Regions from separate parts of the Mus musculus genome. Here region 1 is linked to region 2. The links are chromatin contacts, called in public Hi-C maps. All regions are on one chromosome and are shown on one strand. Each heading gives the region's core, a stretch centred on a gene start, on an enhancer-like site or on the middle of the called end of the contact. The rest is flanking DNA. Distances are from core to core; before and after follow the strand shown. Region 1 holds the start of A530072M11Rik (RIKEN cDNA gene A530072M11). Region 2 holds the start of Chchd7 (coiled-coil-helix-coiled-coil-helix domain containing 7).

Region 1 (3,087 bases), core at 6-2,505, about 12 Mb before region 2:
TATTTCTAAATGAGATATGAATGTCTTAAAGCTGCTATTTCCTAGACTAATGTAATAAGGCATAAATAAACTTTATTCTTAATAACATTCAGGTATAATTTTGTAGGACTTTGAATAAATGAATTCAAAGTATAGATGTGATGTTTATTTTTGAGGCTAATTTGTCTATTTTGTCTAAGTTTTTCTCCAGTACATTTACTTCAATGTTAATGTCTTAAGATTTCTATCATTAATTGATTATGAAAATTAAATGTATATACTTACAAAATCCCTATATGTGTGTATATATACATACATACATACAGCATGTATACGTATATATATTCTTAGTTGAGATATATACACATTATATTGTAAGTACATATTTTTATATTTTTGTATTTTGTTTATGTGTATGTGTGTTGCCTGCAGAAGCCAGAAGTGTTGGTCAGATTCCCTGGAGCTGGAGAGCAGGCAGCTGTGAGCTACTAGATTCGAGTACTGATAACAAACCTCAGATCCTCTGGAAGAACAAGCCCTCTTAACGGCTTACCCATGACTCCAGCCCAAGAAAACATAATCTTAGAATGTAGACTTGTAAAAAACTATTAAGAACTAGAGTATAGGGAAGGAAATGTCGGTGTTATATATATTACACTAATAATATAAGGGACAATTACAGATTGTAGTATCCTGGTGCGTGTAGGATCGTGGAACTATATCGCTCACAAATATGAGATATTTGCGCCAAACATCGTACTGAACAGTTATCTAAGTAGAAAGGTGTTTACAGTAAAAAGATGAAATAGTGCTGGATTTTGGTTGTTTGGTTTTGTTTGTTTTTGCCTTTGTTTTTCTTTTTGGATGGAAGACTTCCCAAACACAAGAAATGGTTTTATATTTCTATTTGTGAGTAGGCTTTGAGGAATAAAAGAAGAAACCGTTTCCTGGTAAGGGAGCAAGTCATATAAGCTAAACACCTCAATTTGTCACACTGACAGCGCTAGCCTCTCTACCTCACTTCTCACAAGTGGCAGCCACTGAGTAAAGACTGGAGTGGAAGCAACCAGATGGTTTACAGCTCAGGAAGTGGGGCACCAGGCTCCCCAGCAGTAGTCACCCCACACCCTATCACGTCCAGGGTTTGGAGTCTAAGGAAGACACTCGGGCCAAAGGAAAATCCAGCCGACCCACCTGACACCAGACTGGAGAACTCCGGAGGGATTTTCCCCGGAGGAAATCTTTTCCAAGCCTCAGCGATGTCCACCCGGCTTGTGGGGGGAGGGAGGCCTCTGAGACACGCCCATGATCTGCAGAGGGAGGAGCCGGCAGAGGGAGGAGCCCGCAGAGAGGGGAGCTTGCAGAGGGAGGAGCCGGCAGAGGGAGGAGCCCGCAAAGATGGGAGATTACAGAGGGAGGGGCCGGCGGAAGGAGGAGCCAGAGGACAGAAGAGCGGGCGGAGGAGGAGCCGGCGGAGGGAGGAGCTGGGGGAGGGCGGAGCCGACGGAGGGAGGAGCTGGCAGAAGGAGGAGCCGGCGGAGGGCGGAGCCGGCGGAGGGAGGAGCTGGCAGAGGGAGGAGCCGGCGGAGGGAGGAGCTGGCAGAGGGAGGAGCTCACAGAGAGAGGAGATTGCAGAGGGAGGAGCCGGCAGAGGGAGGAGACCGCGGAGGGAGGAGCCGGCGGAGGGAGGAGCCGGCGGAGGGAGGAGCCGGCGGAGGGAGGAGCCGGCGGAGGGAGAAGCCAGGGGTAGGAGGCAGGGGCTGAGGAGTTGGTGAAGGTAGGAGCCCGCCCAGGGAGGGCCGGCGGAGGGAGGAGCCCGCCGAGTCCAGGAGGAGGGAGGAGGACGGTCCACCCCGGCGCGGCCGCAGACCCGACGGGCTCCCTGGCACAGCTGACCGGGCCGGAACTGCAGCGGCCACGCGGGAATGGGCCGCCCCGGGACCTAGCGCCGCGGCCAGGGTCGGGCGGAGCCGCCGCGCAGCCGGAGCCATGAACGGGGACGCCATCTGCAGCGCGCTACCCCCCATCCCGTACCACAAGCTCGCCGACCTGCACTACCTCAGCCGGGGCGCCTCTGGCACGGTCTCGTCGGCACGACACGCAGACTGGCGCGTGCGGGTGGCAGTGAAGCACCTACACATCCACACGCCGCTGCTCGACAGGTAGGGCGCCGGCGCGGGGCCCCACACAGACGCGGGCTGGGTGGTCCACAGACCGGCCGCACTATGGCGATGCGCCGGCTCCGCCGCGGCGAGTCCTTAAGTCCTTGGGCTAACCTGATCCAAGGGAGAAACCATCCTGGACGTGCGTCAGACTTTGCAACTCGCCCTGCCTCTCCTCCCACCCGAGGTGTTCCCACTCTCCAAAAACCTGCAATCACGGCCACCTCTAAAACCCTGTTTATTGAACCCGACGTGTGTTGGTACAGTGCTTGTGGGCTTTGCTTTGTTTTAGCTAGCTGTTAGCGGTAAGAGCTGTGGAACTCTAAAAACTGCTCTTGGAAATGAAGTACGCAGTGACTGCAAAATACACACCGGAGTTTGAGCATTTAGCACTAAAAAGAAAAATAATAATACTATACCGGTGTTTTTATATTGATTAAACGTCAAAATATTTTTCTAGGGTTTTATGTGTGTTTCACTCCTGCTCCTGAGCCTGCATATTATGGCTTGGTTTGGTTTGATTTGGTTGGTTTTGTTTTCTTTGTGGTTTATTACGTGCCCTCATGAAGTTCAGTTATCAAATTCTACATTACCAGTTGTTATTCGAGCTCTTGCCTTGGAAGTCCCCAAAGGAAGTGTGCAATGTTTTTTGTAACAGTAAAATGAATCAAAAGCTATTAAATGGTCAAAATTTGTGAAGAATAAAAGTTTTGACCATCCCTTGCCCTGGTATTATTTGTGTCCAGCTCCCACATATTCAGAAGAAAGAAAAAAAAAAAGCGTTGGTTTCTGTTTCTAGGAAAACATTACAACTAAATACCATAGATCTGTGGCTGTATGTGTTAGTCAATGGATCTAGTCAGAACTCTTGTGTGTTTCACTTCCATCAGAAATTGAACTAGACCTTCATTCAGTTCTTAGTGCACTTGCTAACCTTGGTGGCTAC
Region 2 (3,010 bases), core at 299-2,798:
GTCACCAAAAACAATGTTAAACAAAATAATGTATATTCCAGAAAAGTAATTCAAGCCCATAAACTCTTAAGAAGTGAACATATTCTGAATCAATGGCCATCCAGTCCAACTTCTTCCATTCTGGTAAAGATCGGGATGTCTAAGCTAAAGGAGCCCAACTTTTCCCGGAGATAGAATCTGATTACTCTGAGTCCTTTAACTTTCAGTAATCACCAAATAATCATTTATGCCATGAACTTCATTGAAAATACCCAGCCAGTAGAAGCGTCTTGACAGGAAGGGCACTCAGTACAAAGTCCAACTATCTCTAGAAGCCTTTCCTCTTCGGAAGATAGTTTACAAGACTGCCTCTTCCTGAGAGAATACCAGAACTAAGAAAATCTACAGTCTTCTCTTCATGTCTCCCACAGAGCTCCGCTTGATCGTTCATGCATATAATAATCTCGACAATCTGATACGAACACAATTCACACTGCGTCCTGATCATGAGATTCTGTTGTTTCATTATCATCAGCCAGAAATTCTTTTAAAAAGTATCCACACAAAACAGGCATCAAATTTGCTGCTTCAGGCTATTCCCGTTTTACTGCTTTTTATTCTGGATACTAAATGCACTATAAACATGGTTTTCCTAATGTCACCTCCTTCGTATGAATTCCTGTGTTAACAGAAAAGGAAGAGGAAATGTCAATTTACATGGAGGAGTGTGGCTGAAGGACAAGATGGAGTGCCCTGCTAAAGAGGCCTTATCTGTTTACTTTTTGAAGGTGCAGGAGTGAACAACTGTTACAACACTGTACTACTTCCAAGATGACATTCAGAAAGAAAACCAGCCTGAGGGAAGACTGCAAACCTACAGCACATCTGAGAAATAGTGCTAAAATCTACTCTAAAGGGCAAACTGCTTACCAAAAAAGTTCCTGATTTCCCACTCTTCGCAGCTTTGATCCGCAGTGGGGGAAGGGCACGTTACTGAACAAGTCCAGGCCCCCCAGGCTTCTCAGAGTCTGGTCTGTGAGTGTTAAATCCGGAAACAGAAATACAGCACACCATAAACCTGGGTACAGAGTACCAGGGACAAAATGTCAAAGTACACATCACAGGGATCTGAGAGGTCGGAGACGAATCTCCAAGAATGTAACTCCCGGACCGCACCGCCTTCCGAGGTGCCGCGCCGCAGAATCGGACGGTGGAGGGCGGGCACAGGTAAACACCACAAAAGGGGCTGGGAAGGAAGGGGGCGGCGTAGAGCGGGGACCTGGGGAGGGCAAGGAGGGGAGTGACACAATCCGGGGTGCCCAGACCTGCATGGGGTCACCTTCCGCTGCCCCGGCCGGACGAATCGCGTGGCGTGAGTAGCGGCAGGAGCATGCCGCGCCGCGGAGGGTTTGGCGCCACGAACTAGGGTCTGCCCTCGGCGCAGTGCTGTCCCGGGCCTGCTGTCCAGGGAGGGAGGGGCCGGAGACCACTCACCACAGGCCACCACTCAGCCAGCACCCGGGCCGGCTGCAGTTCCAAACACGTCAGTGGCTCACGCAGCAGGACCTTAAGTAGCGCGCACCCCAACGTGCTGCCCCCGCGCCCCCCGTTCCAGCTTGTCCAATCCACGCACGCCGCTGCCAGATTGACAGGCGCGCGGAACTCTGTGAGGTTGGGGCGGGCTCAGTTCGCTCCGCCCCCGGGCAGCGGGAGGAGGGCTCAAGCAGGAGGAGCGGGTGGGACGGCGTGAGACCCCGCCTTCTCCCCGCCCCACCGCGCCCCCCGCCCTTCAGCATCGCTCTTACCACTTCGGCCTGATGGGCAGCCACGTCAACCAATGAGCTCATCTGGACCCGGCGGCGGCCGCTCGGACTGGCCAGGCCCTGGGCGGAGCGTGAGGAGGGCGGGCACCTCGGCGGGCGGGGGCCAGGGCGGGCCGGCGGGCGGGCGCGGGGCGGGGGCGGGGGCGGCGGCCGAGCGGGCGGGGGGGGGGGTGGGGGGGGGTAGGAGGCGGCGGTGGGCGCGACGTCGGCGGCTGCGGCGGCGGCGGCGGCGGCGGCGGCAGCTGCAAGTTGAGCTGCAGGGGCAGCGCATACACTACAATGGCTGCTGGAAAGAGGCGTAAGGAAACAATTTCCAGGCCCGCCGCGTCCAGCCCGAAATATGAGAAAAAAATTATTAGAAATTCCGCGGGCGGTGTAAAGGCGGCGGACGGGCCGGAGGGAGGATGTTAAAGCTCCGCGGTGAGTTCTCCGGGGGTCCGGGGCGGCGGGGAGGCGTTTAGCGGGAGGAATATCAGGGTTATTTAAATTATGGGACTAGCCGAGGGGGCAGAGGAGCCGCGGCGGCGGCAGGAGGAGGAAAAGTTTGTGCTACTCCCAGCCCCTGCTCAGGACCCCAGAGAGAAAAATAATAATAAAAAATCAAATAAAATCGTGCGGCGGGGCTGCAAGGACTCCCGAGGTCGCTGCTGACAGGGCAGGGGGCGACGCGACTGGGGACCCGAAGGTGAGGTCGGTGGGAAAAAAAAAACCCTTTTATTCAGGGTCTGGAAAGTTTGAAAAGTTTTCCTCCTCCTCCTCCTCCTCCTCTCTGGTGCTGTGAATATTGTGACAGCGGCAGCGGCAGCAGAGAGAGCGGAAGACATTAGAGACCCGAAAAATAAGGGAAAAATTAATATAAATTCGGTTTTGAGAGGAAACTCTCCGCGTTTTCCACCAAAACATCCCGGGGGAAGGTCGCTTCCCAGAGGGCCTGGCGGAGACCCGCGGTCGGCAATATTTGGGGGGTACTGGGAGTGACTTGGGGTAACTTTGCCCCCTTTTCCGAAGAGGTTTTTCTTTTCTGGAGAAATGCATTTGTTTTTGCCCTCCTGCCCAGGTGGGAGAGCCGAGTCGGGGTGCGGGGTCCGCGGGGCGCCGGACCCAGCCGGGTGGCGACGGGGGCGTAGGGGGAGGGGGTGCTAAATGAAAGCAGGAGATCGGGACGGAGCAGGGACAGCTTGTTGTCAGTATCATAAACAACCAAAATG

The links. A called contact is a pair of places that touch in the nucleus more often than the background predicts.
Region 1: a Hi-C map of rod photoreceptor shows a contact between it and region 2, with 8 times the contacts expected there. The contact joins the promoter of A530072M11Rik here to the promoter of Chchd7 in region 2. A contact is called at or near these places in 2 of 39 promoter capture datasets (liver and pre-B cells) and 6 of 484 Hi-C or Micro-C datasets (CD4 T cells, CD8 T cells, brain and 3 more).

The regions. Positions count from the first base shown.
Region 1 is chr4:16,162,278-16,165,364 of GRCm38.p6, reverse strand. A530072M11Rik (RIKEN cDNA gene A530072M11) reads right to left here and starts at 1,255. Exons shown (of 7, transcript NR_045765.2): 1 at 1,174-1,255. Ripk2 (receptor (TNFRSF)-interacting serine-threonine kinase 2) reads left to right here and starts at 1,722. Exons shown (of 11, transcript NM_138952.4): 1 at 1,722-2,141. The coding sequence starts at 1,969.
Region 2 is chr4:3,937,426-3,940,435 of GRCm38.p6, reverse strand. Chchd7 (coiled-coil-helix-coiled-coil-helix domain containing 7) reads right to left here and starts at 1,548. Exons shown (of 5, transcript NM_181391.4): 1 at 1,305-1,548; 2 at 910-1,057. It overlaps Plag1 (pleiomorphic adenoma gene 1), which reads left to right and starts at 2,031. Exons shown (of 6, transcript NM_019969.3): 1 at 2,031-2,222.